Linked DNA regions of Mus musculus: regions 2, 3, 4, 5 and 6 are each linked to region 1. A link is a contact called in public ChIA-PET, Hi-C, HiChIP or PLAC-seq and Micro-C data. All regions are on one chromosome and are shown on one strand. Each heading gives the region's core, a stretch centred on a gene start, on an enhancer-like site or on the middle of the called end of the contact. The rest is flanking DNA. Distances are from core to core; before and after follow the strand shown. Region 1 holds the start of Dyrk2 (dual-specificity tyrosine-(Y)-phosphorylation regulated kinase 2). Region 2 holds the start of Ifng (interferon gamma). Region 3 has its middle 20 kb from the start of Ifng. Region 4 overlaps Ifngas1 (Ifng antisense RNA 1). Region 5 has its middle 21 kb from the start of Gm34045. Region 6 has its middle 17 kb from the start of Ifngas1.

Region 1 (3,685 bases), core at 754-3,253:
GCAATAGCGAGACCACTCCGAGGATCTCAGATACATTGTAGCCATGTAGCTGCTCCTTAGTATCCCCTTTCTGTTGGTTAATTCTGAATGCTACTCCAGCCTTCCCGAGTGAGTTTGCAGGCGATAAGCGCAGGGAGGGATTTCTTGCTAGGGGCAATTTAGGTCATGGCATGAGCCGATTATTAATATTGTACCGTGGCCCTATTTTCTTGTAAAAGGACCCCCAAACGGAAGGAAATTAGTCTGTCTCTGTCTCTCTGTGTGTCTCTGCCTGTCTGCTTGCCTCTCTCCTCTCTGTCTGTCTCTGTCTCTCATTCTCTTCGAGGGTGGAGTGTGCCCTCCTCTTATTACTCTGTAGGCGCCCTAGAGGGTCACACTGTAATGTGGGCCGGTCCCTTTGGCATTTGGATAAAGCTGAGGTGATCTTTGTAGGAGGTTGCTATGACAATTTGCAAACAGCAGAGCCCACAGAACAGCAGGAGGTAGCTCCCTCTGGACTGAAGTCTGCTCTAGCTGGGGCCAGCACTCTCGGGGACCTGGGGACAGACACAATGAACAGGACAGTAAAAAATGGACCCGGGACTCCAGGAGCACTTCAGAAATTAGGCACCTCCCAGGAAGGAAGTGCATGCCTGGATGCGGTCCAACTTTCTTCCCTATCTGCTGGGATTTTTTGAAGCTTTCCCTCCACACCTGGCTGTCCAAGTGGACAAAGGTGCACAAGTGTGCCACGCGCGACAAAGCATAAGGTGTGCGACGACAGAGAAGAAAATTTTTGTTCTTTCTGGGAAACAGAGGCTATAGACCACAAATGAAAAGGGCGGGGAAATTCTCCACGTGTCTGGGAAGGGAAAGGGAAAAGGAATCTTTTCCTCCGAGGATGTGAGGAATCAGAGGTGTCGCACCAGTGCAGCAGAGAGCTGAAAGGAAGGTGTGTCTGTCTCAGTGGCCGCGCCGCGCCGGGGAAAGGCTTGGAGTTGTAAGGAAATGGGAGGTGTCTCTGATGTTTATTTTTGCCTAGCAACCCACAGCCAACTGCTACCTCAGCTGCGGTCCACAGGCGCCTGTCTGCCTCCCCTTGTCCTAGCGACTGGAGGGCAGCGGTCACTCGGTGTCAGTGAATCAGGGAGGGCGTGCGTGGCTGAAATGAAGGTGGAAGGGCAGCCCCTTCCTTCGTCCATGCTTGGGTCACCAGGCTCAGCCGCAGTCCCTCCTCGGAGCCTGACTTTCCGAGGTGACCCTCATACAACTAAGTTCTCTCCATGATAAACTGGGGAGAGGGGCTGGCTGGGCCACTGGGACAGGGACAGGGACTAGGGTCGGGGCCAGGGGTGGGGGGCCGCAGTATTGTCTGGGAGCAGCCATTAGGAGCGGTGTTTAGGGGCGTGATGGAAGAGGGAGTGGTCTCTGCAGCAATTTCGGGAGGAGGCCGGCCGCGGTAGGTTGCGCGGTAGTGCCGGGAGGGGCGTCGCAGGGGCGAGGGGGACCCGGGTAGAGGGCAGATGGCCGTAGGGGAGGCACAGGGCGAGCCGGAGTCGCAGTTTTCCTGGGAGCGGAGGGCGGCTCTGCGGAAGATCGGAGGGGGTGGGACTCCCGGGGTGGCGGGTGGGGGTGGGGTGGCCGCCAGCCTGTGTGGCTGGGGCCGGGGGTGGGGGGTGGGGGGAGTCCGGGGCGGGGCCTCGGCGGGGGCGGGGCTGGCCTTCTCGGGCGCGAGCCGCGGGGGCGAGCGTGTGTGCGAGTGTGCGCGGACGCGCGCGGGCCCGGGAGGAGGCTCCCGAGCGAGTGGGTCCCGGCGGCCGCAACCCGCTCCCCGCGGCCCCGATGTGAGGGAGTCGGGGAGGCCAGCGGTGCGGCAGGGGAGGGCGAGGCATGTGCACGGGCCGGGGGGTACAGCAGCCGCCCGAGGACGAGGGGGACGGCGGCGGCGAGGAGGAGAGCGGGGGGCTCGCGGCGGCGGGTCCGGGCCGAGGGGATGCAGCGGACTGCGTGTGTCTGGCTGTAGCGGGAGCGAGGCGGCGACGAGGCGCGGGTGACCCGCGTGAGGGGCGACCAGGAGGCGGCGGCGGCGGCGGCGAGGAGTAGCGGCGGGACCGGCGGCGAGGGCAGCACTGCCATGCACGTTCCTCTCCCGCGGCCATGTTAACCAGGAAACCTTCGGCCGCCGCTCCCGCCGCCTACCCGACCGGTAAGGGCCCCGGGACCCTGTCGGCGGCGTGGGGCGCGGGCTGCGCGCGTTGGTGCCCCGGGATCCCCGAACCCGGCGGGTCGAGCGAGGGCCATCCGGAGCGCGACCCCGCCGCTGCGCCTTCTCGGTGGCCCGCCCTCCCCTCCCCCGGCCCGGCGACGTGGGCTCCGGAGCTCCGGCCCAGCACTGCTCCCCGCCGGGTCGCGAACTTAACTTTGCAGCTGGCGGGTGCGCGCTGGGGAGTCGCGTCCCGACCCCCCTTGTTTCCCGCACGCCGCCGGCTTTTCCCGGGCCGGGTGTCTCCTTCCATCTTCTCCCTAGAAGAGGGGGTTCGCTGCCCACCGGGGCGGGGGCGGGGGGTCTGGGTGGCTCTCTTCCCCCACCCTGACCCTCTTTTGTCTCCTCCCGCGCGTGGCTCCCAGGCCGAGGAGGGGACACCGCCGTTCGCCAGCTTCAGGCTTCCCCGGGGATCGGCGCGGGGGCTCCCCGAAGCGGAGTGGGGACCGGCCCGCCCTCCCCCATCGCCCTGCCGCCTCTCCGGGCCAGCAACGCTACCACTACAGCCCACACGGTGAGACCTGGCTTCGGGTGGGCGCCAGGCAGACCCCTGGCTTGTTGGGTTCCGACTGTGGGAAGAGAGGGCCGAATCTCCACGCCCCTAGCAGGGGCCTGTCCTCGACGCCGCCCTCTGCAACTTGGGCGAGCCCCGAGCTGCTGCCACAAAGGAGATTCGTGGCGTGGGCCCCTTGCTTCCCTCTGGTGCTCGCCCACCCCAGGCTCCTTTTCCTGGGAACTTCCTCCTTGCGCCCCCTCCCCCTTTTTTCATCTCTGCTTCTCAGAGCTCCCTTCCCCCCCGACCCGGTAAACATCTACTCCCAACCCCAGGGGTAGTGGATATTTATAGAAACGTATGTGTTAGGGGACAGCTAGCCTACCCTGCCCGGAAAATCGATCCCCCAAAGAGCCTCCGAGGCCTGGCTCCAGCCAGCAGGGAGCACCCGCCAATTGTCCCCCGCGTGTGTAAGCATGTTTTATGAGAGCTACAGGTTTGAGCACAGCAGAAATTGTAATTAACATTAACAAAAATAAGAGCTACAGCAGTAGTCAAAACAAAACAACCCCCCCCCCCCCGCAGGATTCTCAACGTGGATATTGCTCAAAAGGAAAGACTGGGCTTTGCTTTGTAGGTGGCAAAGGAAGGGCACCTGACAAGGGCTGTCCCTTGAGTCCCTGGGGAGGAGAGCGGAGCCTGGGACTGGTAGCTGTAGAGACTGGCAAGCTGGATGTGACTTCAGAATGTACCTTTCCTCGGCTCCCAGCGATGGCCTTTGGATGGTGACCTGGAGCCTAGAGGAGGTGTGCGCTTGCAGAAGGTGGTGGTTTCAAAGGTCTCTTTCCCAAAGGCTCTCTGGGAGCGTGAGCAACCTAGGATGGTTTCTATGTGAGGTTGCTTGCAGGGCATAGGATTTTGTTACCAAGTGAAAGTTGGTTGAGAGCACC
Region 2 (3,685 bases), core at 468-2,967, 430 kb after region 1:
TTTCGCCTTGCTGTTGCTGAAGAAGGTAGTAATCAGGTGTGATTCAATGACGCTTATGTTGTTGCTGATGGCCTGATTGTCTTTCAAGACTTCAAAGAGTCTGAGGTAGAAAGAGATAATCTGGCTCTGCAGGATTTTCATGTCACCATCCTTGGGAAATAACACAAAGGGAGGATTTTAAGAAATGACCCATTAGAAACAACAGGGAAACTGGGAGAGGAGAAATATTCAACTCACCTTTTGCCAGTTCCTCCAGATATCCAAGAAGAGACTCTTTTCTTCCACATCTATGCCACTTGAGTTCTGAGGAAAAGAGAAAAAAAATTGATTTGTAATTATTTCACCAATTGCCCTGAAAATATCTATCAAGTTTTGTTGAATTCAGTGCTGATAATGGTCACAGGTTTCCTTCTGGGCCCTTCCACTTACTTCTAACAACAAGTATCCCCTAAAAGACTGCATGTAGCCAAACACTGTTACTGTTACATTCTTTTAGCTGCAGGATGTACTGGCCCAGTCTTGAAACTGCAAGGCCACAAATAAACTCAACAAAGCTGACGAGGTTTCAAGTACCCTCAAGTAACCATAGTGAGCTAAAAAGAAACTTACTCTCAAATTAAGAAAGGGAGAGAGAAAATCATTAGAATCATCCCACTGTGCACACTGCCCCCTTATGGTCCAGGCCTCTGAAACATCAGTCTGTGCTGTAATAGGGCTTCATTGCTACTTTAAAAAATAGCTCCAAACACATACGGGAGGCAGCTTGATTTACACTGTGAGGAGAGGATTGACCGTAGATGCTTGAACATTATGCTAATAGCTATATGTATACTAGTATATACATTTGGGACAAATTATAAAATTCTAAGGATATAAAATTTGCTTCTGTTAACCATTAATTTAAAAAAAAAATCACAAAAGAGAAAATCCTGAAAACTCTGAGAAATATAGAGTCTCATTAAACCTCACCAAGCGGCTGGCTTTGATTCGATTGTAGTAGAATTTCAAAATTACTCCTCAGGGTAAAACAACTTCGGGGGAGGGGGGCATTTCTTAAACAGAAACATTAAGAACTTTGCCTCCCATTACTTTAAGTGATAAGCTGTTTCCCTGCGTAGTTTTGGTGGTAATATCCATCTCTCACTATCACTTTCAAGACGTCTGAAGGAATAAGAACCATTGAGGTAAGGATATTTTTTATCACAACTAAATGATAAGAAATCACAAAATCATCAGCATCTTTGTACCTTGGACCTATACTATGCCTATCTTTGGGAAGATTGGTAATTGCCCTCTAACTCCGTAGTAAGTTGGACAGAGGGTTAAATCGATATTGAGATCATTAAGTCAATAAACACCTCTCCAGCAAATAGCAACGTAGCACCCCATCTTCTCAAAATGACTGGGGACCAGAGACGGCAGCCTGGCGCTCACCGTAGCAAGTCAACATCAACCACGGTCAACCAACCACAAGCATTATTAAGAATTCATACTTACAAAATAGTTATTCAGACTTTCTAGGCTTTCAATGACTGTGCCGTGGCAGTAACAGCCAGAAACAGCCATGAGGAAGAGCTGCAAAGCCAAGATGCAGTGTGTAGCGTTCATTGTCTCAGAGCTAGGCCGCAGGAGGAGAAGCCCAGAACTTCTGTCTCAAGTCAGAGGGTCCAAAGGATCAGCTGATGTGTCTTCTCTAGGTCAGCCGATGGCAGCTATAGCCTGCACCTCTCTGGCTTCCAGTTTTATACCTGATCGAAGGCTCCTCGGGATTACGTATTTTCACAAGTTTTTTTTTGGTTTTTTTTTTTTTTTAAGATGGTGACAGATAGGTGGGGGGAGCTAAGTTACTTTGCATTACAGCTATGGTTTTGTGGCATGTTAGAGTTTCCTTTCGACTCCTTGGGCTCTCTGACGATGAGACAGCCCCGCTGTGCCCACCTGTGCCATTCTTGTGGGATTCTCTGAAAGCACTTTTACTTCACACCATTTGGGGTGGGGGCTGGAAATTGCTTTTACGTCTCCCCCTTTTTGCCCTTGTAATGTGAATTTCTCATCCACAGAGCACAGCACAGGGAGCCTTTGTTTGTGGTTGGGGACGGCTGAATAAAAGGAAACTCTTGGGCTTCTCAAACCATGAGGAAACTCTTGGGCTTCTCAAACCATGCAATGGGGGAAGCCTTTTCAAACTTTTCTTGCAAATGACCAGAAAAGCAAGGAAAGGGTATGGTTAAAAAGCCAATGTGGTGAGGAAGCCCTTCAATGGAGGTGATTAGTAAAATACCTACTACAAATCACTCAGGGTCAACGTGCCCAGAAAGAAGAAAAGGCAGACCACATAGGTAAAATAAAATCATCTAGTTCCTCCATTAATAAAAGGGAAAAAATGCAAAATGAAATAAAAGTAAAAATGCAAGAATACTTCATTAGATATTGTATTTCACTCAACACACCCAAGGTATCAATGTGTATCAAGATTTATGATGAATAAGAGTTTCAATTCCTCTGCCACTAAATATTTAAAGCCTAGTGGCTATCCTATATACACAGCAGAAATCACTTCAGGATTAGCCATGTTTCTAACTCTCATACCCACATGTGGCTAAGGCTATCCCAATGACTAGTCCAGCACTAGACACACACTTGTCCCAAATAAGGATTAATAACTGAAAATTGTTTCCCCCATCAAGTTCAAACACTAAAAGTTTCCTTCTCTGTCTTTGGTAACTTATCTATGAAATTCGATCCTTGAGGATGGGGCAGGAGGCCCTCTGCTCTTCAGTGCCAGCCCACGTGTATTCATCCCTGCCTTTCCTGTATTCATTAACATTACACAGTGGCTATGGGTGCAGACTTGAACCATTCATATTCTAGCCTCGGGGTCTTGAGTCAGCATCTTTATGATCTGTGACTCAGTTTCCACATTTATACAGTGAGCTTAACACTAGCATTTTCTTCCGGACTTCAGCCAAAGGCTCAACCAAATGCTCCATGGAAAGTTGAGAGAATTCTTCCCGGCATTCCTAGTGGCTCAATTAAAACTTGATGGTTATTTGGCAATGTCAGATGTTTAACAACGCTATGCAGCTTGTTCGTGCAGTTCCTTTGGCCATGTGCCCCCTTTCCCTCATCTGAGCATCTCAGAGTGGTACCCAGTTATCTTGACCCAGATGCAAACCATCCTCTGTTTTGGTTCTCCCCCAAGCCTCCAGCTTCAAATCAGACTTTATCCTCTGGGCAGGGCTAGCACTTTGTTTCTATGCTTCATGGGTTCTCAATTTCCCCAGTCTCATATACGAGGTAACTATGCATGCCCCCTACCCCCATCCCAGTGCCCACTAATTTCCTTAAAACCAGAAAGTGTTTCATTGCTTCTGTGACACAATTTATTTCCCTCAAATACATAAGCATAAAGATTTATACACAAACAACACACACACACACACAAATATTCATTTGAATGTTTACCTAAGAATCTCTGTTTTGACAGTCAGGAACATCTCTTGGTTGGTAGAGTGCTTGTATAAAAACCCTGACTTAAAATAGGCATGAAATACAGATGGAAACAGAGGTAAGATGATCATGAGTGCGAGGTCACCTTCTGCTGCTGGAGACTTGAAGGCCAGTTTAAGAATCATGAGAATCTGTCTTAAAAAAAAAATCTAGCAGGGTCGTGGTAACTCATACC
Region 3 (3,685 bases), core at 642-3,141, 410 kb after region 1:
TGAATTTCCCACGGGAATACCACATAAAAATACTACCTACAGAATTGTTGTGGTGGCACAAATTTTTCTCAACCTACTTTAATAAGGGTCCACCCTCTCCTCTAGCCCACCACCCACCAGAGATAGTAGAAGAGAAAAGTTATTAGGACATGGGGGAAGTAGACCTGTTTAGAAATAGTTCTTTGGGGCCGAGTCCAATCTTCATTGTCAGGATATCAGCAGCTCAGTCCAGTAGCAAACACCAAACACAAACCAGCAGCTGCAGACTATGTCCATTCAGCAGTCACCACAAGGAACCAACAAAGGTAGTTCAATCCATTAGAAATTGCAAAGCTCACCAACCAAGAAGAAGCCACAGAAGCAACAAGAAGCAGTTGGAACTTCCTGAGCAGTTCTTTGGTGAGTTTCTCTCTATGACATCACCACAAGCAGAACTCAGCAATGCAATGTAAGGTGAACCAATACATGTGTATTGTTAGCAAGGAATAGTGAGGGCAGAGCAAAGCAAACCAATGCCCCAGCTTCCACTGTCGGTGGGGTCGTATTTATCTATATTCCTTCATTATGAGTCTTTTCACATGTCTGCTATGGCAAAACATCCTTCCATCTGTGTCTGCTTCAGCAAAACATTCTTTCAGATGTCTGCCTTAGTAAAACATCCCTTCATCTGTGTGCCCCAGCAAAACATCGTTTGACATAACTGACTTTCCAAAGAAAACAGTAGTTTACACTTCAGCGTTGCCTTTGCAGATTGCCTGGCTCATCTCTAATGCTCTATAAACATTGGATAACCCCAAACACCCTGAAGTTTCTCCTTTAAAACTTGGTTATTTCAAAATCAAGTCTTCTGAACTTAAAGACTGTTCTTTGAAGGCATCAACATTCTTAGGATAAGTTACTCCAAGTTCTGCATCCAGTCTGTTTCCCCATGTAATATCAGTTCATCAGTTACCTTCCAACTGACAAGGAGAAGCAAAGAGAATACACTCAGCTCCAGGTTCTTAGTCACAAAAGAACAGGCCTAAATGAACCATCATGTAAACAGAGAAAGAGCTGAGTTCCAGGACAGGTAGAGGAGGGAAAAAAAGGAGATCCACCAAAATTAGTTAACTGATTTTTAAATGGAATTTAATAATAAAATTAATTGATTAATTAGTTAATTTTAAAAGGTTATGGGATAGAACATAGGACTTGTACTTTGAAATTTTAACCTAGTCTCTTTTTTCCTTCCAGCACCGACTTTCCTTTGAGATTCTCTCTGATCAGACCTGAGAGCTGAGCTCTCGACGTAGCCATCGCTTCTCTTGGGAACCACACATTTCCCTGTTACAGAGTGGCTGTTACAACAACTAACCAAGGACTTCCTCTCCTCACTTCAGAAGCTGCAGGAACACAAAATAACCATGGATAATGGGAGAACAGAAGGCAGCCCTGACTGAGACATGCTCTTCCATGAGTGAAAGGAGAAATGGAGGGGTGTGTGGAAGCTGCAGCCCAGCAGAACAAAGGACTGCAGGCCCTGCCCTTGCCCCGGTTTTTGCACACCAATTCTGTTATATCCCCTGCCTTTGCCATGCAAAGGAGACCTATTTCTTTTTTTATTTTTTTAAATATGTTTCTCTTACAATGTACTTTGATCATGTTTTTTCTTCTCACAACTCCTCCCAGATCCTCTCTACCACCCTATCCACTCAACTCTCTCTCTCTCTCTCTCTCTCTCTCTCTCCCCTCATTCAAGAAACAAAAAACGTCATAGAAACAAAAAAGACTAATAAGGGGGTAAAAAAGAAAACAAAACAGAAACTACACAAAAATACCACCGAGTTCATTCATGTTGACAGACTGCTCCTGGGCATGGGGCTTACCCTGGGGTGTGGTTGACCTAAGCCCTGCCCCACCCTCACTCCAAGCCCTCCCCCACTCCACCCACACCTCACCCTGTGACACTCCATTGAAGAATACAGGATTGCTGCATATGAAGAGTTCCTGAACTGTTGCTTTTTGGCTTCTTTGTAGAAAAGCAGGTGTCTGTAGGTATATGACCCAAACATCTGGGTCCTCTGTTCAATTTCATCGATCCGTGTGAGAGGCACTTATTCTTTTTTGAGATTCACTGCCCGGACATAAGTGCCCAGCAGGTGTCCGATTCCTCCCCACTCCTGACTGGCTTCCTTTTCTTTCAGCAGATGTGTATTGAAGAAGGGTGTGGCTTCTGGGCTTAAGTATCTGGATTTGATTCTTGTGTCTGCTGCTTACTAGCTGAGTGGTCCTGGGCTTCACTCTCCTCACTTGTAAAAGGAAAGTAGCAACACCAATCCCTTCGTGGAGCTACCTTGAAAGATTCATTACCATGCCTAGGCTTTCCACAGTAAGCATGCACACACACACACACACACACACACACATACACGAGAGAGAGAGAGAGAGAGAGAGAGAGAGAGAGAGAGAGAGAGAGAGAGAGAAAGAGAGAGAGAAACCTAAAATAGGTTCTGATGCTGACTCCTGGTTGGGTTCTGAATCCCTTGCTGACCTGCATCCGCCAACCCTCTGATCATTCTAGAAACATCTCTTTTCACTTCTGATGCGACAGCTCTCTAATCGTCTCTTCAGCCTCCCTGTTTCTCGCCAACTTTCCCCCAAGAAGAAGCAGAAATCAAATATCTAGCTTTGATCAAAACAGCTAGGAAATTTTTTTCTTTTCTAGACAGACCTGCAATCAAGATACTGCCTAAACCAAATATCTTCATGGTTTGACATTTGAGATGCAGCAGTTTGGGAAGTTGGGTGTGAATCAGGCCTTGACAATGCCATTCTGGTCTCATCTCTGAGATAAGGAAAAAAAGAGATGAAAATAAATGTTTCCACACTTTAGCATAGAAAATCCAGTCTGTGGTTTGGCTGGCACTGCCTACCAGAGCACTGAACTTCTAGGCGCTCACTCCCATGGTGTTACAATTTTCTTTATTTGCCGATCTGATGTTCAAAATAAAAACTGGTTTCCTTAGCAGCATTTGATTTTGATTTTTAACTGAAACTTGTGTGGTTAAGAACATTCCTATACTAGTCGGCATGTGACCTTTAAGCTACTTGTCAGGGAGAAAAACAAATCTCTTAAAGACAGAACTTTTTCTCTCTCAGCTCACTCTCTCCTCTTCAGAAACAACAACTCAAAGCCATACTTCTCACAGCTATGCCCTGGAATCAGCCAATTGTTTCTTCACTTCTCAGTTCCAAGAGAACTCTGGTTTCTGTACCATCACTGTGTGGCCGTCCCCAGCCAAAAAGTTTCAAGACTTGGCTTTGTGTGTGATCTGACCCTGGCTCACCATCAATAGGCGTGGAGAAGCAACAGATGGGTTGGGGGTAGCTGCAGATTCAGTCATGCACTATTTATCTTAGTTAGGGTCTGCTGCTGTGAACAGACACCATGACCAAGGCAACTCTTATAAGGATAGCATTTAATTGAGGCTGGCTTACAGGTCCATTATCATTTTGGTGGGAAGAGTGGCAGAGTCTAGGGAGGCATGGTGCTGAGATTTCTATATCTTGCTCCAAAGGCAAACAGAAGACTGGCTTCCAAGCAGCCAGGATGAGGGTCTAGAAGCCCACACCCACAAAGACAGTTTATCCAATAAGACCACACCTCCACATAGTGCCACTTCCTGTGTCAAGCATACTCAAATCA
Region 4 (3,685 bases), core at 305-2,804, 330 kb after region 1:
ACAAAGCTAGAATGTCTCATAGAGAATGATAGAGTTTGAGTGGAGGACACAACAGCTTCCTAAACCCTCTGCCCCTGGTAGCAGTGTGAGAGGCCAATCCGTATGCCCTGACATCAAACTCTTCTGTCTACTTTATTTCTGGTCTCTAGACTGAAAGCTCGGGTTGTTTTGGTTTTGTTTCTTGCTAAGTTTTTTACTCTACATGTCAAGTGTCAGTTTAACTGAGGACCTAAAAATAGCGATGTGTTTCATAAAGACAGTTTTATATGAGTGCAAATGTGTTTTGACTACATTTACCCTCCCCTACACTCAAACACACACATACACACACACACACGCACACACACACACACACACACACACACACCATCGACTGTCTCTATTCATTCTCTCCAACACTCTTGTTTCCATCTTCGTGATAAGGACCTGATAAATTGGCTAGTAAGGGAAGCCGCTTTCATTCTCCTGCCACGACTGGATGGATGGGTTTGTCAATAACGCATCCTTATGCTTTGACCCACACACAATGGGCCTTCCCAATCCCACCAGCATTCTTGAGTTACTCTAAGTTCGGTACCGTGAGAGTCGTGTATGAAGGGAAGGGTGTGAGTAGATTAGACACAACAGAGAAGTGGCAATTGAAGATGAGAAAGGACCAGGGAGATACTTGTTGCACATAATTTTAAAGACATGCTTGCTCCAGCTAGGCTCTGGGACTAGCCGCTGCTCACCGGCCATCTAGTCAGCCACCATGGCTAGCTAGTGCTTTCCCAAGATCCCCTGCTATGCTCTGAGTACCACTGCTGCCTGTACTCCCAAGAGCTCTGCCCATTCCTCCTTGCCAGGTGCTGCAATGGCCATCTCACCTAGCTCCCTTTAGCCCTGTGAAAGGAAACCACTAGAGGCTTTTATATTTTGGAACTGACTAGACAACTCAAAGGCTGGGTGAAAATATCCTGCCTTATCCTCCTTGACCTCCCCTCATGGCAGAGGCCACAAACTATCAGTCCCCAAGAGTTGCATGTCTGCTCTCTGCTCCACAGTCTGATCCAAACTCCCTGCATCCCTATCTCTTCCTGTCCAGCCTGGAAGTCCTGCCTTATGCTTCACCCAGCCACTGGTTTCTGCCGTCTTTATTGACCTAATCAACAATGAGGCAACCTTCCCTTCCCTTCTCTTACAGCTACTGCCTACAGTTCTCCTTTTACCAGAGGGAGAAGAATAAAGGGGAGTTTGTATAGTTTCGTTTCTCCTAAGGAGATTTCATGGGGAATCATGTCAAAATTGCTGGTCCCACCTGCGTTAATGGAATGGAGACCCTGCACAGGTCCAGCTGCTCTGGTTCTGTGAACTCGGATTCAGCTAATGTAACTGATGTACATTTAGATACCACTGAGCATACCTGCTGCCATCTTGTCGTATGCATAAAATAGCCCAAGCATGGGGGCCTTTCCAGTAAAGAAAGACAATCAGGATGCGCAGAGGGTGGGGAGGGCTCTGTCATCAAACACAGAAGGAAAAGCAGCCTGCGTTGCCTATAAACAACAAGAGCTTTGCTCTTTCTGTGGTATCTGGGGTTTTGGTTTCTTCAGAGCTCTCTTGGGGGAAAGGAAGGAACTATGAACGGCCAAGCAGACAAACTAGATGAAAACAAGATGCAAAGAAACTATGGAAGGAGAAAACTTGAATGGCGCGGCCTCCTCAATGCAGGTGTGAGCGCTCCCACCACCGTGGTGCCTGGGATTGACTCAGAGCCTGTGGATGGCTGAACAGGAGACTGTGGTCCTAGTCTATAAGACTCAGTAGTGGCAACACTTCTGCCCAGGAAAGATTTTGGGTAGTGTAACCATGACAGGGGCTACCTCCTTTTCTACCAGCATCTGCTTCTCGAAGCTAAAAGGCCCCCTCCCGATGTGTATTTTGTTGTTTTTTTTATTAGTTCTTTGACAGTTTCAGTGTCATAGTCGATCATATTCAACCCCCTTATCCAACTCCTTTAGGGCTGAGCATTTTATAGTCCCCATTATCTGTGCTTTGGGCATTTGTGGGTCACTGTGTTACTCACGACGTATACAAGGAGAAGCTCTTCAGATGAGGGCTGATCAAGACTTATTGATCTATGGGTTTAATAAGAAGTCATTAATACTCAGTTTAATACTATGTCCACTTGGCAATATAGTAGTAGTAGTATTAGTAGTAGGAGTAGTAGTAGTAGTAGTAGGTTTATTACTAGGGCCTATGAGCTGTCTTGACATAGGTTCTTAACCTAATAATGGTATGAGGTAATAGCTTTATGAATCCAAACAGACCCTTGTCTCCAAATTACCCAAAGGTAATAAAATAAATTCCAGTATTTTTTATTATACATACTTATACAGTTCTCATAGAAACTTAGTACTTAAGAAAATTATGATTTAGAGAAAACAAGACTTTTAATATATCAGTATTAATTTCTTCAACATATCAGTATCAAATTTGAGTGTCATTGGGTTTTATTTATTGTGTTCAAATGTTTCATTTTTAAAAATGCTATGTAAATTTCAATTTTTAAAAGCAATTAAATGAATTTTGACTCTGATTAAGAGAGAATTTCCAACCGTTTCTGAAGGGACCCCAGATATGCCTCTGCTATTTTGTACTTAGCATTTATACAAAGCAGTGTTCTCTGTACTAACTGCTATAAAATCTAAATATGATTCCACTCTGAAAAACATTGAATATCCTCTGTGCCCTGCAGGATCAAGTATTCAGCCAAGATTTCTTATTATAAAATATACAACTAATCTATTCATTAGTGTGCAAATTTTTCTTTCATTTTTAATGAACATAAAAATTATTTGTACACTCAGGAATTGTTTTAAAATAAATGTCTCTGTAATCAAGTGCATATTATCAGTATGTACCTGTTTGTACATGTATCTTTCTAGATATTCCTAGAACTTTTTCTGCTAAAGGGGTTGAGAGGAAACTCTTAGGAAGCCTCCAGTCCACCCGCCTTCCTTTCTAGCTTGTGGATGCATCAAGCCTCCACAAACCCATAACCCAGTTCCTTGAAACCAATCTGCTACCATGCATACACACACACACACACACACACACACACACACACACACATCCCCACCACCACCATCACATTGGTTCTATTTCTTTGGAAACCCTTACCTCTGAGCAATGCACCAGGTAAGTGTTAAATGATGGCAAAGTAAAATGGAGTCTCTCCATGTGGGCAAACTAACTGTACCAAGTAGGCAAAAGCATAATAAGAAGTAATAAAACAGAGACAGATTTTGAGGTAAAAGGCAGTTAAGAGCTGGACGCAGCATGCCTTTAATCCCAGCTTTTGGGAGGCAGGGGCAGGCAGATGCTGTGAGTTGGAGGCCAACCTGTTTTACAAAGTGAGTTCCAGGACAGCCAGGGCTACACAGGAAAACCATGCCTCCAAACCCCAAAGAGATGGGGGCAGTTAAGAACCTAGGTGCTTTGCAAAGCCAAAGGACCAAGCATGAAGGTGAGCAAAGCCTCCTTCTTAGAGCCCTATCTGAGGGCAGCCGGGCAGAATGGTTTCTGCTGACAGTGCAGATAGAAGGTTCCTTGCAGCAATGCCTTATGTGTTAAGCATGCTAGGAAAGTCACCCCACCATAGAGCCACATCCCCAGTCTCTAGGCTAACATTGCTACCTGCTCT
Region 5 (3,685 bases), core at 352-2,851, 290 kb before region 1:
GAGCAGGGAAGGATACCTCTTTGTACTCTTTACTGCTCTTCGGTTTATGAATTGAATTTTGTAGGAATGACAAGAGAGAGCCTGCAAGATGGCTCAGAGCATTTGTTAGCTTTCTCAATGAGCTTGGAGCCCACAGTCCTCAAAGTTCTCCTCAGACGTCCATCTGTGATACGGAGGGCGTACGACGGCGTGTGCGCATGTGCGTAAATCTTGCATCCACTGCTCCCTGTCTGCCCCATAAGAAGGATCATCTTTATGGTGATGAAATCCACCCATAATTCCAGGGCGAAGCTTACATGCTGACAGTGTCTGGTGGCGAGTGTGAAGTAGTGAATTTGGAGTTAGGTTATGCAGGGCTTGGAAGCCACATCCATATTGCAGTTCTTGCCACATCAAGTGGGAACCCCGGAATGGAAGCAGAGCTCGATCCTGCGTGAGCAGGGCTGTGCAATGGCCATGCTGCTCTGCCGCTTACTTCTGCTCTGGATCTTCAGGGCCGATCTCTATGCTGGGAACCCTTAGGAAGCACATGTGCGTACATTTTAAAAAGATCGATAGGAGCAGACAGTTGCAGAGCAGGGTGGGGCTTAGTGGCAGAGCACTTGCCTAGTGCATGCGAGGCTCTGGCTTCTAGCCCTTCTTTGAAAACCATAAAGTAATGGGGGGAGGTGGTCATACACCTTTAGTTCCAGCACTTGAGAGGCAGAGGCAGGCAGGTCGCCGAGTTTGAGGTTGGCTTGGTCTCTGGTCTACAGAGCAAGTTTCAGGATAGCCAGGGCTACACAGAAAAAACTTTTGTCTTGAAACAACCCCTGCCCACACACACTACCACACACACACACACACACACACACACACACACACACGAAAAGAAAAAAGAAAAGAATAAATAAAGTGGACGTGGTAGCATTCACCTGTAACCCACCTTTTTAGGAAGCTGGGCCTGGAAGATGACTTAACACCAGCAGACTGGGCAACACACCAAGAAACATCTCATCGGATAAAAGAATTAGATGTGGAGCCTTCAGCTGACTATGACGTTTTGAGATTGAGCCTCTTTTGTTAATAGCATTGATACTCTTAGGACAGAGAGGGAGAGGCCGTTTGTCACTTTCACTGTATAAAGATAGCAGAGGGCTTTCTCTGAGGGGACTGACACATGGTAGCATGCATTCACACACACACACACACACACACACACACGCACACAGATGCACACATGAACATGGATGCTCACGTGTGAGGTCAAGTCCTATCATCCCAAATAAGTCTGAATTCATTTATCTGAAGGCATGACAAACCTGAGCTACTGTCTTCTGAAACGTTGGGGGAAATTTTTAAAATCACTTTCTTTTCAGCTCTGAGTTGTAAGAAGTAACGGGCCGAATCCTGGTAGACAAGCAGAACAGCAGGAGACAGCAACCGTGTAACTGATTATAGAGACTCTCCTGGCATCGATGAGAAAAGACTCTCCCCTGTGCTGCCAAAGTCAAGGTCAAAGGTTCTACGTTAGGAAATCACAGGTGGTTGATTCTGCAGAAGCCGTCGCTCAATCAGTAGATCACTCGAGCTGCTTGCTGTCCCCTTTGCTTCTCTCTGTGGTTTCCCTCCCTCCCTCCTCCAAAGTCCAGTGTGAGTCTGCATCATGCTGTGTGCAGCACTGTGCTCTCCCTTACTGTCTGAAAGGAAGCCTGGCCTGCATTCTTATTAAAATTGAAAACAGATGAAAATTTGACAAAACATAAAACCATGTATCCTGCCCTCTAGTGTCTGTAAGTATCTATGGTCACTATGCAAATCCTTTCTTTCTTTCTTTCTTTCTTTCTTTCTTTCTTTCTTTCTTTCTTTCTTTCTTTCTTTCTTTCTTCCTTCCTTCCTTCCTTCCTTCCTTCCTTCCTTCCTTTCTTTTTTTTTTTCTTTTCCTTGTTCCTTGGCAGTATGTGAATTCTTAGATCTGAGGTATTAAAATATTTCTCTGGTGCAATTCTCTCACCTGAAAAAAAATTTCATCACTGATTTCCACATTTAGAAAAACTAAGTGGTTGGAATTATTTGTATATTTCTGAGACATGCCACTTTGATTGTCCCTTCTGTGGGACAATTCTTAGGTTCAGAAGGAGGTGCTAGGGTACCTGATGGCAGGGAGTCACTCTGACAAACTCACACAAGTCCATGTCTTTGTGTGAAGGGTAGATGTTCTTATCACACACTTGCTGGGCCGAGGTCAAATACTCATGAAGATGCTTGACGCAATGAAGACCTCATGGGGTCCCTTTAAAGTAAGAAATCAAAACAAAAATTTTTGAGAGGGGAAAACAATACCCTATTATGTAGACCTCAAACTGCTGATCCACCTGCCTGAGCTTCCCAAATACTGGGATTATAGGCATAGACTATCACACCATACCTCTTCATGTCAGCTTCTTCCTTCCTTCCTTCCTTCCTTCCTTCCTTCCTTCCTTCCTTCCTCCCTCCCTCCCTCCCTCCCTCCCTCCTTCCTTCCTTTTTCCCTCCCTCCTCCTCTCTCTTTCTCTCCCCACTTCCCTCTCTGTTTGTTTTTCTCTCTCTTTTTAAAAAGATTTATTTATTTTATGTATGTGAGTACACTGTAGCTGTCCTCAGACACACCAGAAGAGAGCATCAGATCCCATTACAGATGGTTGTGAGCCACCATGTGGTTGCTGGGAATTGAACTCAGGACCTCTGGCAGAGCCATCTCCCTTTTCTCTTTCTAACACATATATTAGAGAACATATTCAGTGCTTGGGTTAGAAGACAATCACTTTCCTGCCTAAGCCACGCCCCTAGCCCCGGTTCACACTCATTGGATAAGCTGACCTTTTTAATTCCAGCCTGTGGTGGTTTGAAAGAAAATCCCCCCCCCCCACCATAGGCCCATAGGGAGTGGCACTATGAGGAGGTGTGGCCTTGTTGGAATAGGTATGGCCTTGCTGGAGGAAGTGTGTTTCACTTGGGGTGGGCTTTGAGGTTTCAGAAGCTCAAGCCAGGCCCAGGGGCTCACTTTCTTTTCCTGCTGCCTGCCCAGCCAGATGTAGAGCTCTCTGCTTCTTCTCCAGCACCATGTCTCTCTGTGCTCTGCCATGCTTCCTGCCAATGGACTGAACCTCTTCCAACAGTGGACTGAAACTCTGAACATGTATGCCAATCTCAATGAAATGTTTTCCTTTTAAGAGTTGCTTTGGTCATGGCGTCTCTTCACAGCAGTAGAAACCCTAAGGCAAAGCTCCTTACAGGACATGTTTTACTGGGAACAGAAACTGCCCTTCTGAATCTCAAGTTCCTGGCAGGCCTTCAACAGGCCTTGCAAAACCAGAATTTCAACATAGCTCTCCTCTGGGCTTTATCTCGTAGCCTGGGTGAGTCTACACACACGTATCTCCTGGCTTTTAATACGGTAGCATTTCTGTGAGGGTGAGGGTAGGAAGAACTGGTTCTCTGCGTTCATACTCCAATCAAGTTTCATATAAACTCACTTTGCCTTTTGTCTTACGATGGTGTGAGTGTACCCAACTGGGATTCCAGAGCTAGGCACCTTTATTAAAGTGACACACGGAACAGGAGATGTGTGGCCTTGCACAGCTTTTGTCACATGGTAGATTTCTGCTGTAGTAAATATTATTTTGGATTTCTACCCCACTTAGACCATGTGATGGTTTGTATATGC
Region 6 (3,685 bases), core at 720-3,219, 300 kb after region 1:
GCAGGTGCTGAGAAAATATAGCTACACATTCACAGACCTTGTGGTGGTTTATTTTGGGTCACATCTAATATCAATAGCATGGTAGGAGGCAATGGTCTACCACAGTGGTTCTCAACCTTCCCAATGCTGCGACCCTTTAAAAGAGTTCCTTATAGTGTAGTGACCCCCAAACATAAAATTGTTTTTTATTGCTATTTCGTAATTGTAACTTTGCTACTATTATGAATCATAATGTAAATACCTGATATGCAACCTCTGTGAAAGGGTCATTTGACCTCCAGAGGGGTCATGACCCACAGGTGAATCACTGGTCTACCGTGGAGAAGGCAATGCACTTTCTAACTCTATGGGGCAGAGGCCAGAGCTAGAAGGAAGTCTTTGTTCCCATTGCTCAGTAGAAGCCAGAGCCAACAGTGACAGAGGTTCCTTTACGCTGCCCCAGGATCAGCAACAACAGTCAGCACTAATCACCTGGAGCGATGGATAGCCTTAAATCTCAGCCACATCCAGTCTTCTGATATTGCATTACTAAGTTGCTATCTAACAAGGTCACACTTAAGCATGCAATTCAGTTACAGAGTTAAAACACATACACACCTACAAACACACACAATATCCCATGTTTAAGTACGTTTACAAACTTGTGTTGGACGCCACTCATAGACACCCTGAAGTGCATTTGACCTACAGGTTATGTTCTTGTAAATTCCTATGACATGGGCATGCATTCATAGCAGCCTCTGGCTCATAATTTCTTGTTCTGAAGCTCTTGAGTAGACATTCATAGCTTTGGGTACATCCTCAGGGAGAAAGTCCCAATCTAGATTTCTGGGATGCATCACCAAGAGTCCAGGACCCACTCTTCCTTCCCACAGACAGACACAGTAGGGAACAGAGGATAAGTTTTCATTTAGGTTGTTCTCTGGGCTTCCAGAATCTGTCTTTGCATTCAAAGCAGCTAAACTAGAATGAAATAAGTAGCGGAACTTTCTGTCTCTCTGTCTCTGTCTTTCTGTCTCTCTGTCTCTGTCTCTGTCTCTGTCTCTGTCTCTGTCTCTGTCTCTGTGCCTCTGTGTCTCGCTGTCTGTCTGTCTGTCTGTCTCTCTCTCTCTCTCTCTCTCCCTCTCCCTCTCCCTCTCTCCCTCTGTGAGTGTATTTCTCTCTGTATTTCTCTTTCTTCCTCCCTCCCCCCATTCCCTCCCTCTGTCCCTCCCCCACACTCTCCCTCATTTCCATATACAGTACTATGATGGTCAAGAAGACTAAGAGCTAAACCATCTGCAGCAGTGGAGATAGCCTGACAGAAAACCATGGGACACATTATTTCTCTAGATTATCTGTGACTGTTCAAGAAGTATTAAAAAGATTTATAAGCTACAAAAATGGAATTATCAGAATTAACCATATCTGCTTCATAAAGTTTTATGGGACAGAATACATTCTAGTTTGAATTAAGTGGTGTTGCTGAATTTCCAATGATATTGAATTCCCTCAATTGCTCTGTGTGGCTCTCTGGATAGCAAGACTAACATATTGGTTGACTATATGAGTGGCCAGTGTTCTATTTCTGTCTCTTGATGGTGTCAGTTCCGCATTGACTAAGGATGAGTTGTTCTTGTGGAAACAAATATCATGTGCTGTTTAATAATAAGTAACTTAGCAGGAACGTTGATTTATTAAGTTCTTTCAACCAGTGAAGGTCCTCAAAAAAGAAAGTAAGGTTTTGTTTTGTTTTGTTCTGTTTTGTTTTGTTCTGTTTTGTTTTATCCTTGCACATGTCAAGTTGAATACGCTCTGACCTAACAACTAACTTGCATGTGGTATTTTAAGATCCACAGTTACATCTGTGGAAGGCAGCATTCAATGCTAAAAGCCCAGCTCTTTCCCAAGGGCTCCTTACAGACCTCCTTGTGAGGAACTATTTGTGGTACCTCAGTTGAGCTCAGATTTTGTTCTTCTGAATGCCACCGGCCTTTGATTTCATTTAGCAAGTTTCCTCTAAATAGCTTTATTGTTTCAGATTCCATCTTCCTTTTACACCTGCACAAAGGATGCTGTCAGCTGAGCATGGCCCCTTTACAAGCAAGGACTAATTAGTATGGTTTATGGCTTTTAGACTATAGCAAAAAAAAAAAAAAAAAAAGGATTTTCTCAGATTGAATCAGAAATAAATTTGCTAAAGTTGTCTAAGACTCATGAAAAGACACAGGGACACAAACTCAATGATGGCATCTTAAGCAGGGCCTGGGAGTGTGCTCTGTCATCCCAGCTACTGTGAAGGCTGAGGAAGGAGGATTACAAGTTTAAGGCCAGCTTCGGCTACACAGTGAGTTCAAAACCAGCCTGGGCAATTTAGTAAAAAACTATTTCAGAAGGAAAAGACACAGAAGGAAGAACCTAGGATACAGCGAATTAGTAGACATTGTTACTCTATTCAAGAATCTAGATTCAATGTTTAGTAGCACACACACACACACACACACACACACATAGACACACACACACATACACACACACACACACACACATAAACACACACACACACATACACATACACACACACACACACACACACAGACACACACACACACATACACACACACACACACACACACACACACACACATACACATAGACACACACACTTGCACACACACAATTAAACAAGGAAAGATAAAAGAGAGAAAGTCGTACCAAAGCTACTATCGAAGCAAAGGAGAGTGGTTTTTCTTCCATATCACCATTGCCCTTGAATCTCATAAAGGGCCACTGCTTGGAAGTAGGTCATGTGGGGACAGGAAGCTGATATATTTACCACAATATTGATAAACAGCATAAATGATAGTGCTCTGTATGAGATATTTCTTCATTGCTGCTTACACACACCATTTCCACTGCCTCTCAGCTAAAAGAATCCAGATTTGTTCCCGAGAAGGAATTGAGCCAAACGTAAATCATCACTTATCTGAACCAGGCATACTAGTTCCTGTCCACTTGGGTGTGATTGGTCAGATGAGGGGAAGGTGGCCTTGTGGGTGAACCTGGATAGGGTTTGTCTTTGTAACCAAAAGCCAAAGATGTTAAGAACAGAAGGAAGGAAGGAAGGAAGGAAGGAAGGAAGGAAGGAAGGAAGGAAGGAAGGAAGGAAGGAAGGAAGGAAGGTGGGTGGGCGGGCGGACAGGCAGGCAATATGCAGACAGACAGGCAGACAGACAGCTTCAACTCCCTTTCATTCTTCATGGACATTAACTGACAACAGAATACCTCACAGAAGTGGATTATCCAAAGATTTATTGGGAAGCTCTATTGCCACTTAATCATCAATACTGATGTCTGTATTCAGGCAAAAGTGAACTGTGAGGTAGGGATTGTGGTGCAAATAGTTCACTTCAGAAAAAAACATTAAGAATGGATTATGGGTATTCACTGTGTCTCTGTTTAGTATGGAGCAGAGAGTGAAGAAAAGGCCATCCAGAGATTGCCCCACATGGGGATCCATCCCATATACAGTCACCAAACCCAGACACTATTGTGAATGCCAACAAGTGCTTGCTGACAGGAGCCTGATATAGCTGTCTCCTGAAAAGCCCTGCTAGTGCCTAACAAATACAGAGGTCGATGTTCTCAGCCTTAGATTGAGACACATGGGACTGAGCACAGGGTATCCAATGGAGGAGCTAGAGAA

Evidence for each region. Hi-C and Micro-C count contacts between places; a contact is called where the count stands out from the background. ChIA-PET counts read pairs in DNA pulled down with a chosen protein or histone mark. HiChIP or PLAC-seq counts read pairs in DNA pulled down with a chosen protein or histone mark.
Region 2: an RNA polymerase II ChIA-PET map of memory CD8 T cells shows a contact between it and region 1, with 136 read pairs. The contact joins the promoter of Ifng here to the promoter of Dyrk2 in region 1. A contact is called at or near these places in 1 of 39 promoter capture datasets (embryonic stem cells), 1 of 15 datasets of contacts at CTCF or cohesin (pro-B cells), 1 of 484 Hi-C or Micro-C datasets (myocytes) and 2 of 115 datasets of contacts at active chromatin or transcription factors (large pre-B cells and memory CD8 T cells).
Region 3: a contact with region 1 is called in a Micro-C map of embryonic stem cells, with 4 times the contacts expected there. The contact joins the enhancer-like site here to the promoter of Dyrk2 in region 1. A contact is called at or near these places in 2 of 484 Hi-C or Micro-C datasets (embryonic stem cells and spermatogonial stem cells) and 1 of 115 datasets of contacts at active chromatin or transcription factors (bone marrow-derived macrophages).
Region 4: a contact with region 1 is called in an RNA polymerase II ChIA-PET map of memory CD8 T cells, with 117 read pairs. The contact joins the enhancer-like site here to the promoter of Dyrk2 in region 1. A contact is called at or near these places in 1 of 15 datasets of contacts at CTCF or cohesin (large pre-B cells), 1 of 484 Hi-C or Micro-C datasets (nephron progenitors) and 9 of 115 datasets of contacts at active chromatin or transcription factors (DN3 thymocytes, the NIH/3T3 cell line, bone marrow-derived macrophages and 6 more).
Region 5: a Hi-C map of liver shows a contact between it and region 1, with 3 times the contacts expected there. The contact joins the enhancer-like site here to the promoter of Dyrk2 in region 1. A contact is called at or near these places in 5 of 39 promoter capture datasets (embryonic stem cells, hippocampal neurons, liver and 1 more), 1 of 15 datasets of contacts at CTCF or cohesin (the NIH/3T3 cell line), 7 of 484 Hi-C or Micro-C datasets (the G1E-ER4 cell line, cerebral cortex, embryonic stem cells and 3 more), 7 of 115 datasets of contacts at active chromatin or transcription factors (bone marrow-derived macrophages, embryonic stem cells, epiblast stem cells and 3 more) and 1 of 9 other capture datasets (liver).
Region 6: an H3K4me3 HiChIP or PLAC-seq map of bone marrow-derived macrophages shows a contact between it and region 1, with 4 times the contacts expected there. The contact joins the enhancer-like site here to the promoter of Dyrk2 in region 1. A contact is called at or near these places in 12 of 39 promoter capture datasets (the C10 cell line, the HPC-7 cell line, cranial neural crest and 7 more), 12 of 484 Hi-C or Micro-C datasets (the AML12 cell line, Th1 cells, bone marrow-derived macrophages and 7 more), 21 of 115 datasets of contacts at active chromatin or transcription factors (the 230-238 cell line, the NIH/3T3 cell line, T-cell acute lymphoblastic leukemia and 17 more) and 3 of 9 other capture datasets (adipose tissue, embryonic stem cells and pancreatic islet).

The regions. Positions count from the first base shown.
Region 1 is chr10:118,867,221-118,870,905 of GRCm38.p6, reverse strand. It overlaps Dyrk2 (dual-specificity tyrosine-(Y)-phosphorylation regulated kinase 2), which reads left to right and starts at 2,003. Exons shown (of 3, transcript NM_001014390.2): 1 at 2,003-2,185; 2 at 2,608-2,756. The coding sequence starts at 2,137.
Region 2 is chr10:118,439,078-118,442,762 of GRCm38.p6, reverse strand. Ifng (interferon gamma) reads right to left here and starts at 1,717. Exons shown (of 4, transcript NM_008337.4): 1 at 1,498-1,717; 2 at 238-303; 3 at 1-150. The coding sequence starts at 1,608.
Region 3 is chr10:118,459,682-118,463,366 of GRCm38.p6, reverse strand. No RefSeq gene overlaps it. Among named protein-coding and RNA genes, the nearest start is that of Ifng, 20 kb to the right of the region's middle. Within about 2 kb of position 1,891, at least 20 of the 459 cell types and tissues checked have an H3K27ac peak or open chromatin away from gene starts, as enhancers often do. A contact at or near this core is called in embryonic stem cells, where this site is marked.
Region 4 is chr10:118,532,165-118,535,849 of GRCm38.p6, reverse strand. All of the region lies in intron 1 of Ifngas1 (Ifng antisense RNA 1), which reads left to right. Among named protein-coding and RNA genes, the nearest start is that of Ifngas1, 23 kb to the left of the region's middle. Within about 2 kb of position 1,554, at least 4 of the 459 cell types and tissues checked have an H3K27ac peak or open chromatin away from gene starts, as enhancers often do. A contact at or near this core is called in memory CD8 T cells, where this site is marked.
Region 5 is chr10:119,160,022-119,163,706 of GRCm38.p6, reverse strand. No RefSeq gene overlaps it. Among named protein-coding and RNA genes, the nearest start is that of Gm34045, 21 kb to the right of the region's middle. Within about 2 kb of position 1,601, at least 32 of the 459 cell types and tissues checked have an H3K27ac peak or open chromatin away from gene starts, as enhancers often do. A contact at or near this core is called in liver and rod photoreceptor, where this site is marked.
Region 6 is chr10:118,571,360-118,575,044 of GRCm38.p6, reverse strand. No RefSeq gene overlaps it. Among named protein-coding and RNA genes, the nearest start is that of Ifngas1, 17 kb to the right of the region's middle. Within about 2 kb of position 1,969, at least 10 of the 459 cell types and tissues checked have an H3K27ac peak or open chromatin away from gene starts, as enhancers often do. A contact at or near this core is called in the AML12 cell line and bone marrow-derived macrophages, where this site is marked.